2 separate regions of the Mus musculus genome follow, and region 1 is linked to region 2. Evidence: chromatin contacts called from public HiChIP or PLAC-seq data. All regions are on one chromosome and are shown on one strand. The core of a region is the stretch at or near the end of the contact, and the rest is flanking DNA. Distances in the headings are between cores, read along the strand shown. Region 1 has its middle 63 kb from the start of Gm30305. Region 2 overlaps Hs3st3a1 (heparan sulfate (glucosamine) 3-O-sulfotransferase 3A1).

Region 1 (5,590 bases), core at 1,086-3,585, 140 kb after region 2:
AAACAGACTAAGCTAGCAAGCCCAGTTCCCACAATGGCTTCCTCTGTGAGACCCACCCTAACCTCATGGCCAAGGCTGAGGACACACAGGAGCTCCAGGGAAACATGAGGAATCTTGCAAGCTGCTATTGTTATCCAGAATCAAAGAGTCCTGAGAAAATCTGACAGAGACTCAACTCATCCATATTTCTTCAATTTTTAGAGAAAACCTATTTTTATCATAATTCTAGAAGTTTTTTGTTTTTGTTTTTGTTTTTTTTAAAATCACAGACTTGGGAAATACAGAAGGATTGAAGATATGATTGAAAAATCAGCCACTGTCATGATTGGAGTCTGAAATGTCCCAAGCAAGTACATTCTTTGGCAAGCTGTAGAAGCTTAGGGGTTTGTGGACACCCTGGGGAAAGCATTATTGCTGAGCCTTTGAAAGTCACAATGCAGCTCCGAGCTCTGGACCATTCACTTTGCTTCTTGATCCACAGATAAGTGAGTGCGCTTCTGCCTCTGCCGCACACCTTAACAAACAGTGCTGACTGGGCCACAGCTTTCCTGCCATTGAGGTCTGAAATCGCCTTCAAATCATGAATCAAAATGAACCCTTCCTCCCCTGTTTTGTTTGTGTTAGGTATATTGGTCATAGTGACTCAAAACTACCTGATATACTCATAATCCTATTCTCTCTCTCTCTCTCTCTCTCTCTCTCTCTCTCTCTCTCTCTCTCATAAATTGGGGTAAATCTCTACAGTTATTTGTATTTAACTATAAAACATTAATTTTCTTTATAATAAAAATTTTATTAAAACCATACATGCATATAAGTATGCATTAAATTTGTCTTTACAGGGGAATGGAGAGATGGCTCACCAGTTAAAAGCACTGACTACTTTTCTTGCGAACTAACTATAGACATTTATGTTTAAAATGGCTCACATAGTTTTTATATGGAAATTGAAAACAGATTTTTTTGCTGAGAAACCCTAACGGAGTCTCTCAGAGCCTTTTTTGGAACGTTCTCACTGGTCTACCTATCCAGGTATGGCTTGGATGCTCATCACTATTCCGTACTCTGTGGGAGTTTCCAAGGACCAGCATGGAAATCACAGGGGGCTGAAGCTCAGCTCTTCTTCACTAAGTCTGGCTCTCAGGGGGTGGGCTGCCAAGGGCAACAACACAGAGCTTATTCCTTCGGTGAGTCATGAATGGGAGAAAAGGCTTTGTGTGTTCTTCACCCAGCTCTGAATCCAACCAGCTCTGCGTCCTTGAGAGAATTCCTGTTCTGTTATCAGACTGAGCTCAAAGCTTCTAGGATGCCCTTTGGAAAGATTGCTTTTTCTACCCGTGAAGCATTGTGTGGCTTTGGGGTGAAAATGGGAGTCAGACTGAACCTTAGAGAAAAGGCAGAGTTTGGGGTTACCTGGAGGGACAAGGAGATGAGATTCCCAGTATGGATTATGTGTTTCCTCTTAGAGGGCAGGCAATAGCAAATTTGGAGGAAATCTACAGAGTCTGGGATGTGAGGATAAGGAATCAGCTTTCATCAGCATGGATGCCCATAGGTTGTGGACATCTGAAACGTACAGTATGGGGCAATAGAAGTAGTTTGTTTGCAGTGTAAAAGACTTGGGGTACTAAGGGCAGTTCTGAGTCTGTATGAAAACTTTGAAAGAAAAGAGATAAGCCACAAAGTAAGGGGGGAGTAGACTCCAAAAAGACTCAAAAGAAAAAAAAAAGGCAAAGGCCTCAGTTTTCACCCTGACAGGAAAGGAGCCTGCAGATGTCTAGCTCATCTTTATAAAACACAAAGCTGTAAACTGGAGACTGTTCGACTTTCATGGGTTTTCCCAAGACGTGAGGTCACAGACAAATTCCTCCAATCTAGAGAGATGGACATAATGCCAGACATAGCAGATTTGCTTTCAGAAGCAGAAGATGCTGAGGTGCCAAGTATCAGAAGTTTTAGTATGTACAGTAAACCTGAGGAGGCACTAGAAGCCAAAGGTGCAGGTCCCTGGGAGCCACAGCTTTGGATGTAGGGATGAGACATGCTTCCTGGAGTTTTACATACAGGAAAACCACCAGGTTCTCAGGAGGAAATTAAGTGAAGCTCATGATGAAACAGGCCACCATGTTCTTTCCTTCAAGAGCCTGCAGTGTGGTGAAGGACTTCACCAGAGCCTTGAGAAGCCTGGGGGATGGTGTTTTCCCCACCATGGTAATTCCTTCTAGATTTCCTGTTACAGCTAGGGAGTCAGTAGGGAAGGCGTTAACTCAGGAGTGAGGCCACAAACCCACAAAAAAACAGAGTAAACTCTAAGATTGCAACATCCTTCCCTTTCCCATGCCATGGGGGTAGGATGACATCACCATTGTATTATAGCTGAAGGAGAAGTGAGACATAGTCATAACCCACTCTCTACACAGATTAATTTAAAACTTAAAGCTGAAACAAGGTTCCCATTGCTTTATGTATGTTGCCTTCCCTTCAAACACAAATCACAATGAACTATAACATTCAAAAAATAATAGTCCAAAGTTCCAGATATTAGGATCAAACTAAGATAGGGCAACAAACTAAAATGTATCGAACTGGAGATTTAAATTAGCAATGATTAATGTGTAAAGAGTTCTGACTGGAGAAATTGATCAACATGAAAGAACCCTAGGAGGAAGGAATCAAAACGGGAGGCTAGAAATAAGACACCGGAACTAAAATTATTTTTGAATTCTTAGTCAACACAAAGTATCATAACTTAAAGCAGCAATTATGATGACTTTTGGAACTTTAACATATGAATCAACACATGTTATGGCTAGACTGTCATAGGGACAGGAAGGAGGACTTTAGAATATTCTATGGCAAGATGCCTATGTGAAGTGCTATAATTTTGTAATAGTTGACTTAGGTCAATTACAAGTGTGTCTTGTAAGCTCTAGGGAAGCCACTAATTTATTGAAAGAAATATGGTTTATTTGCTAAGGAAATAAACAAATGTTTAAATAAAACCAGGCAATGCAGAAGGGAAAGATAAAAGCAACAAATATAACAAATAGGTTTTTTAAAAAAGTGTGCTATATACTGATTTGGTGTTAATAGTCACATTAAATGTGAATGGTCTAACCATTTAAAAGGTGGAGGTCTAACCATTTAAAACATGTGTGTGTGTATGTAGAGACTTAATTTAATAACATAATATATATGATTATATATACTTATATAATAATCATATATGCAATTGACTCAATAGCAAGGTAAAAATAAGTAGACAAAGAGCAAAATCATTCTTCTTCCATGTCTTTCTATAGGCATCCGCAGAATGTAAAGCCCAGATTAAAGGTGTGGCTTCCCTCCTTGAGATCTAGATTAAAGGTATTCGTCCTCCAACCTCAGGATCAGGATTAAAAGCAAGTGTCTTACTACCTTAAGCTTCAGATTAGAAGTAGACCTTCCTACTTCAATTTCAGCCTCACTCACGTGCCAACTATGTTCTAATTTTAGTTCATGTCAGATTTGTCAAGTTTACAACCAAGAATAGCCATCACACACACTTTAAAAACAAACCAGAAAGTAGAAGGAATGAGATCAGGATTGGGCAAAATGCTCCAGTGTTAGCATTGCTTACCTAGCCTGGGAAAGACCCTGAGTTTGAGTCCAGCACCACAAAAGGAATTAGCTGATTAGACAGTTAACTAATTAATTACTTGAAGACATGGAAACATAGATGCCATTCAAAAGAAAGTCAAAGTATCTGTATTACCCTAAATCAACATGACTTCAGAGCAAGGAAAAGGAGGAGGGGAAGGAAGGGGATTGCATTGCCTGGTGATACAGAAGTCAATTCTCCAAGACCGCAGGCAAACTTAAACAAGTATGTGACTAACAACAAAACCAAAAGGGTTAGACAAGGCCTGCACTGCAAACTAGAAAATTGTTGTTGTGGTTGGAGACTTCAGCTTTCAGCCAGGCAGAAAATGAGTGAGGAGAGACTTCACACAAAAGCAGTATAAATAAAATGGTTGAAACTCAAACTTATTGAACATACTTTTCTCAAAATCAGGAATGCACATTCCATTTCTAGTTCTCGTGAAATGACTGCTAAGATAGATCAAATTCTGGGCTCAAAGTGTACTTCAAAATATGTAAAAGGATAAAAACCCACAAGAACAAGTAAAAACCCTCAGTGAACACACATGGACACATGGACACTTACACACATGCACACCAACAACTGCACACACAACATGCACCAAAGTAAGGGAAAAAGAGTTACACGGGATGATTCTCCTGGATTTAAGGAACTGTCTGACCTATGGAGTAAAGAGGAAGAAAGTAGTAATGGGTAACTTGGCTGATCGCAGACTGAGTTTTGGTGATGGGAAGGTTTAAGAATGTCAGCAAGCGCTGTGTTGCCAGCAGCTTCTGAGTGCACGAGAAGACACTGAACCAACTAGGATCAGGATCCTAGAAATCCAACCATGAGGCTGTGTCACTTCCCCCAAAGGAAAAATGACCACTCCCAACATGAAAACGGCTGCTGAGCCGCCATCACACCCAAGAGGGCTTTCTTAGACATCCACATTATTCTGGATAAGACATGACGTGCTTCCTCCCAGGAAGGTCTAGAGAGATGCTCTCCTTCCAAAGAGAAGGCTGAGCCTTTAGAGCCTTGTAATGGAGAAACGCTGGCACGGTCGGTCACTGCACCCTTAGAAATCAAGTCTAAGAAAGCTACTTTCACCATCTAGGGGATCTCTGCCCTGTGAGGGTGCATTTAATGCACATTCAAATTAACTGGTGCATGTAAAATACGAGAACTGCCACACAGCGATAATGAAGCACCTCGTCATGGCTCTAGCCAAGCTGAGGGACAGCCACCTCTGAGAGTGCAGTCCAGGCCTCAGAACTTGTGTTGGGAAGCTGTCAGCCTTTCATCACACTCAGGACTAGCTGCACAGGGGAGCAGAGTACACGATACAGGAAGGCAGCATGAGGCGGAGAAAGATTTAGAAGCTTCTTTTGTTGTTGTTGTTGCTGTTGTTGTTGTTTTTGGTTTTGGTTTTCCGAGACAGGGTTTCTCTGGGTAACCCTGGCTGTCCCGGAACTCACTCTCTAGACCAGGCTGGCCTCGAACTCAGAAATCCACCTGCCTCTGCCTCCCAAGTGCTGGGATTAAAGGCATGCGCCACCACCGCCCAGGGACTTGGAAGCTTCTTGATGTGGATACAAAGGCATGTTCCAGGCCCTAGCTTCCAGTGAGCCTTACAATGTTCATTTCAAAAATAAAGACAGTAACTGGGCCTGATGGTGTGAGCCTGTCACCAGAGGTAGCTAGCATATAAAGAGGTTGGCTTCACTTAGTTTTGGTGGTTCAAAGTTCAAGATTGGGAAGGCATACTTGTTTGGCCCCTGTTGGGGATAGCTGTCAGTAGCACACCGTGGCAGGAACGTCTAGAGGTGCAAAATGGCTACAGCTGTACATGGAGCAGAGGCAAAGGAGAGATGGGCTGGGTTGACTCTTTGTGCAGTGATGTTTATGAGAACTCAGGGGAGAGCAAGGGAACTACACCCCTGAAGACTCATGGACCTCTCACTA
Region 2 (5,517 bases), core at 34-2,533:
AGTCAAAATTGAATAAATGCAATTTAATAAAAACAAATAGGAAAGGAGCATTTATCCATCCATCTACCCCCACCCATCCACCCATTCATCCATTCATCCTTTCATCCATCCATTTATCCACCCATTCATTCATTTGAAGCTATATATGGAGAAAGGTTGGTACTAGTTACATAGGGAACACAGGGATCAAGAAGACAACATGAGGACAATGGGAATCCAGGGAAAATGGGCTCATATTGGTAAAAATGCCTGAACACATGGGTCCTTTTGTACCTTCTTATTTAGATTAGAAGCATACCAAATGTAGTTGCTGAGTGGCCTGGGCGGCTACTTCTGGATGATTCTCCCAGTAACAGAGGTGTCTGTATGCAGACCAATGGTGAAGCATTGGCCACACAATCCAAAGGGGCATCCTGATTCTTACACTATGCCAGAGGCCCCACACAACGGCAAGTGCAGTGTGTCCCCTGCTCAGTGGGGAGAGAGAAAGACCTCCAGGTCATTCTAGCACTCCCACCAGAATCTATGGTCTTGACCATTGGCTTTGGTAGAAAAGAACAATCAACTTAGCCTGCCTGTCCTGGCTTGTTTGTCTCCAACATTTTTTGTAGTGTAGACAGCTACAGGAACAATCCCTAGACCCATAGAGATTACCCAATGACATATCAGCTCCAAAATGATGGTGGCATGACATTCGAAGCAGACACAAACTTTGATGAACAGCTCTTTCTGGTAACTGTATCCACTTGAAGACTATGCTCACCTCTCCCAAAACAACCAGTCAGTCTGTGTCTCTCCAAAGACATTGATCAGCTCATGACATTCAAGCCAAGCTTCTTTAATGTCTAAGCCCACTGGGCCAACGCTGGATAGCCCAGGGTCATGGCAGAGAAGGCATCTCCGGTTTTATCTGGGGTTCTGTTGTCTGGACTGAGGGGGTCCTCCTGCCAGTGGGACTCAGGTCACTGGTCACCACTAATTTTAGAGCAATGTTGCGCAACACTCTGGAGCAGAGTTGCTCTGTCTGTCCTTTACAGGCCAGATGCCTAAGCCTTGACTTCCCTTTTGAAATGAAAACCCGAGCTTAGGTAAATCAAGTTACAGCTTGTCTCTCCCCGCCCCATCCTGTCAGCAGTTAGAAGGTAGAAGCCACAAATTTCATTTTCTGATTTCAGATCAGTTCTACAAATGGTCAAAATTATTTTTATTTCCCTTTGGCTTAGCAAGATGAAAGTGAAACCACAGCCCCCTTGCGTACTTATTAGCTCCAGTGCTTAGTCATCTTTAAGCCAAAAGACATAATCTAGATAGATCCACCTCTCAAAGCCTTTGTTCCTTCTTGAGGGCTTTAAAAACTTGCTGTAAACTGTACTCAGCATAAAGTGGTCTGTCTCTGTGTCCTTAGGTTTAAGGGTATTAACTACATACACACACGTTGTGCAATCAGTCTCCAGAACTCTTGATCCTGGGTTGTTATCCATGGTGTAACAAATTCTTTCCTCCCACCGAACCAGTCAGATTTCCCCATCCCATGGGTGACAGGAGGTGATAAGAATGACCTTCTTGAGAAATTCTGTTGGGCTGTCTCTTTTTAAGCACTTCTTTGAGATAGACTTTTAAAATACAGATTCTTTTTCTGCGGTTTAGTAGTGTTTGTTTTGGGCAAGCACAATCTGAAGCTTCAATCTCTGAGAAAGGCTCCTAGGGATCTATTTGCTCCAAGAGACGAGCCAGCTAAGAACTCCCAAGAGCAGTCTGCCCTCTCTTTCAGATTTCAGGCAAAATGTGAAGTAAACTAGTTATAACTTAGAGATTATAGACAAGGAGACAGGAATCTGCCCCTGTGTTTTTAAGTCAACACACACCCCTTACCCCTCCAGAATATTTGGTGTTTGCTTAAAGCTCAACATTTTCCCATAGATTTGATCAAATTTCTTTTACTGGGAGATTCCAACCAGCTTTGGCCAGGTTTCCTGGCTTGTGTTGTACAAGGGCATCTTAAGTTCCAGAAGTGCTTGATCTAGCTGATTCCTCGGAGTCTTTGGCATGCACAGGTGAGGAAGGGCAATGGGCATTTCAGGTATGTTGCACCCATTTCCAGCTGTGCTCACCTACATCTGGATCTTAAGGTATAGTCAAGAGATGGGTTATAAAATAAATCGCAAAATTCTTTCAGAGTTAAAAATAGGAGTTGAGCACCATAGCTCAAATATACAACTAGCATGCCCACCTCAAAGAAGAGTAAAGTCACTTGATTAAGATTTCTAAAATAACAAACATGGGAGGAAAGCACTATTGTGTGAGCTGAAACATTGTTAGCACTAGGCACACAAGGCTGAGGAATGTGTGCCAGAAACAACCCTCATGAGAGAAGAAATACTTGCAAAGTAATTGAGAGGATGTCTGCCAATTGGCTTTAAAGCGATCCAGTTGGCATAGTTAGGGAGTAGATGAGGGAAGCTCCTATGTGAAACTGGCCATTGTTGTGCATTCCTGGAGGGGATATGATGTGCATGAGAGTCACTTGACGTGCTTTGTCTTTGATAGTTGACATTTCCCACTTATTGTCTACTTAGCAACCAGTGAAGATGGGGCAGGTGCTAGGACACCAGCAAAGAGAAGCATCCAACACTAAAACTGCTCACGGGGTGCTGAATGTGTGCTAAAAATACACCCTTTTAGTCTGAATGCTAAATAGATACTACAAAATTAGGGAAGCAAAACAGCCGATAAAATGAACAATAAATACAGCTGTCAAAAGAGAAAGCAGAACTCTTCAATGTAGCCGATAGGTATTTATGACAAAAGCCATTTCCACTGTACCCATGAGGTTTGCCCTCCTCCCAAGAGCACCAGTTGGGGACGGGTCTGAAATGCAGATTAATACCAGCCCCTCCTGCTACCTTTGCTTTCCCTACATGCCCCGTACCTTTGCATGCAGTTGCAGTATTAAATGTGTGCTCCTGTGTGCTGTGCTCTGATGCCCCATGGCTGCCCTTTCTCTTTGGAGCCTCCACTGCATAGGAACTTTGATAATGTGACAGCTAATGTGATTGCCAAGTTAGCCACTACATGGCTAATGGACAAGTAGTACATACAGTATGGATGTGCTGGGAAAAGGAAAGATTCGTGTCCGGCATAGACAGAGAGGGACTCTGGGAGATTCTCCCATGCTATTTGGAATGGCTTGTGATGTAAACATTATGGATTGCTTATTCCTGGAATTTCCGTGTACTATTTTCGGACTGTTGCTGGAGGCAGGTAGCTGGAATTAGGGATGAATTAATCACCGTTAGGGGAGGACACACTTTGATATTATGCTGAAAAGAAGGGGCCAAAAAGATGGCTAAGTGGGTCAGAGCACTTGCTGCTCTTTGAGAGCACTAGAGTTAAGCTCCCAGCACTTAGTTCTCAGGGGGCTCAGAGCCATATTTGAGCCTAGCTCCAGGAGAGCCAGTGCTCACTTCTGGTCACCAGAAACACCTGTGTACAAACTCACAGGGAGACTTATAATTAAAAAATAATAATAATAAATATTTTTAAAAGATCCCGTTGTTAATGAGGAAATCCTTGTTGAGAGACATTATTAGTTTTTGTACTACTCTACAACACTACTCTAAGACTTGAGGCAGCCCTGGACAGGATGGCATCCCGTATTTTAATGCGTTTTGATAGCACTATAATTGTGTTTGTGACAATGTAATTCTCTTTCAGGACACAGAGACATTGCATACTGTAGTTGGATAACTAACTAACAGAGCCTTTATGCTGTGTTGGGAGCATTTCAGAGCACTTGAGGTGCATTCAATAATTGCCACAAAAACTGTATGACAGAGGCGTTATGTCTCATGCTTGTCCCAATGGTATGGAACACAGACTTATGCATAAAATGCAAGTCCGAGTGGAAAGCACAGTCAGATTCACTCACTAGCACAAAACAGACATTTTTTACATTAGGAATTAAAATTAAAATTAAGACGGATGAACTCGGAAACTTCCTAGTATAGGTTTGTCTGTATTTTCTGCTATACAAAAATAACAGAATTGTTGTTTATATGTATGTTCACCTATGGCCACTAGTGTTAAGATTAAAAGACATGCTCAAGAAATGCAGAGCAGTTACTGCCACCAGGCATTCAGGAAGTCAGGGAGCTGGAATTGCCACCCACAGGGGAAGTCTGAGCCCAGACTGGGTGGCTTTTTCCACTTCTTGGGGTCCAAAAGGGGACTTGGTTCACTCTCCAGATTCTAACACGCCTTCTTGCTTTCCCACAGGGATTTGATGCCCAGAACCCTCGAGGGACAGATCACCATGGAGAAGACGCCCAGCTACTTTGTGACCCGGGAGGCACCCGCGCGCATCTCGGCCATGTCCAAGGACACCAAACTCATCGTGGTGGTGCGCGACCCGGTGACCAGGGCCATCTCGGACTACACGCAGACGCTGTCCAAGCGGCCGGACATCCCCAGCTTCGAGAGCCTGACGTTCCGCAACCGCAGCGCGGGCCTCATAGACACGTCCTGGAGCGCCATCCAGATCGGCCTGTACGCCAAGCACCTGGAGCCCTGGCTGCGCCACTTCCCGCTCGGCCAGATGCTCTTCGTGAGCGGGGAGCGGCTGGTCAGCGACCCGGCCGGCGAGCTGCGCCGCGTGCAGGATTTCCTGGGCCTCAAGCGCATCATCACCGACAAGCACTTCTACTTCAACCAGACCAAGGGCTTCCCGTGCCTCAAGAAGGCGGAGGGCAGCGGCAAGCCGCACTGCCTGGGCAAGACTAAGGGCCGCGCTCACCCCACCATTGCGCGGGAGGTGCTGCGGCAGCTGCGTGACTTTTACCGGCCCTTCAACCGCAAGTTCTACCAGATGACCGGCCGCGACTTTGGCTGGGATGGATAGCAGAAGTAATTTAAAAAGAAAAAAAAATAATATCAAAATATAATATATTTTTTTACCAGTCGGTAGAGAAAAGACGGTTTAATATTTCTGTATTAAGAGTATGTGTTGCAGTATTTTTTTTTCTTCCGGTCCCCGTGGATAACCAGCACCAAACATGCGCATAGCAGAAAAGGAGATTTCATGTATCTAAGCATCTCATATCTCCCGTTCCTTTGCGTTATAAGCTTTCATTCACAAAGAATGAGCACCAGTACTCCACTAAACTGTTTTAGGAAACCCCCCAGGGTAAACCTCTCTTGTTACCCACAAAGACCTGATAGAACTGAGACTTGGCCTTCCAGTTTTCTTTCTCCTGTGCCACTTTTCTCCTAAGTCATTTCTCGCTAAGATACTCAGCATGCACAGGGCCATTTTCGATGGTAGTTTTGGCCCTTACACCACCACTGCAAGCATGTAGTGTGTTTCTCGAGATCATCATTTTCTAGTTCAGAGATGAGGGAAACTGAGTCTCAGGGAGGTCGAATGACTCATCTTAAAGCTGGATAGTGGATCCTGGACAAAAATCCTGTCTGCCGCTGCTTTTTCTCTATTTTATGACACCGCCCCTGACCCCACCCGGC

What was found. HiChIP or PLAC-seq counts read pairs in DNA pulled down with a chosen protein or histone mark.
Region 1: an H3K4me3 HiChIP or PLAC-seq map of bone marrow-derived macrophages shows a contact between it and region 2, with 2.6 times the contacts expected there. The contact joins two enhancer-like sites. A contact is called at or near these places in 2 of 484 Hi-C or Micro-C datasets (bone marrow-derived dendritic cells and uterus) and 2 of 115 datasets of contacts at active chromatin or transcription factors (bone marrow-derived macrophages and fibro-adipogenic progenitors).

What each region holds. Positions count from the first base shown.
Region 1 is chr11:64,653,061-64,658,650 of GRCm38.p6, forward strand. No RefSeq gene overlaps it. Among named protein-coding and RNA genes, the nearest start is that of Gm30305, 63 kb to the right of the region's middle. Within about 2 kb of position 2,336, at least 20 of the 459 cell types and tissues checked have an H3K27ac peak or open chromatin away from gene starts, as enhancers often do. A contact at or near this core is called in bone marrow-derived macrophages, where this site is marked.
Region 2 is chr11:64,515,923-64,521,439 of GRCm38.p6, forward strand. It overlaps Hs3st3a1 (heparan sulfate (glucosamine) 3-O-sulfotransferase 3A1), which reads left to right. Exons shown (of 2, transcript NM_178870.5): 2 at 4,276-5,517. The coding sequence ends at 4,897. Among named protein-coding and RNA genes, the nearest start is that of F930015N05Rik, 82 kb to the left of the region's middle. Within about 2 kb of position 1,284, at least 25 of the 459 cell types and tissues checked have an H3K27ac peak or open chromatin away from gene starts, as enhancers often do. A contact at or near this core is called in bone marrow-derived macrophages, where this site is marked.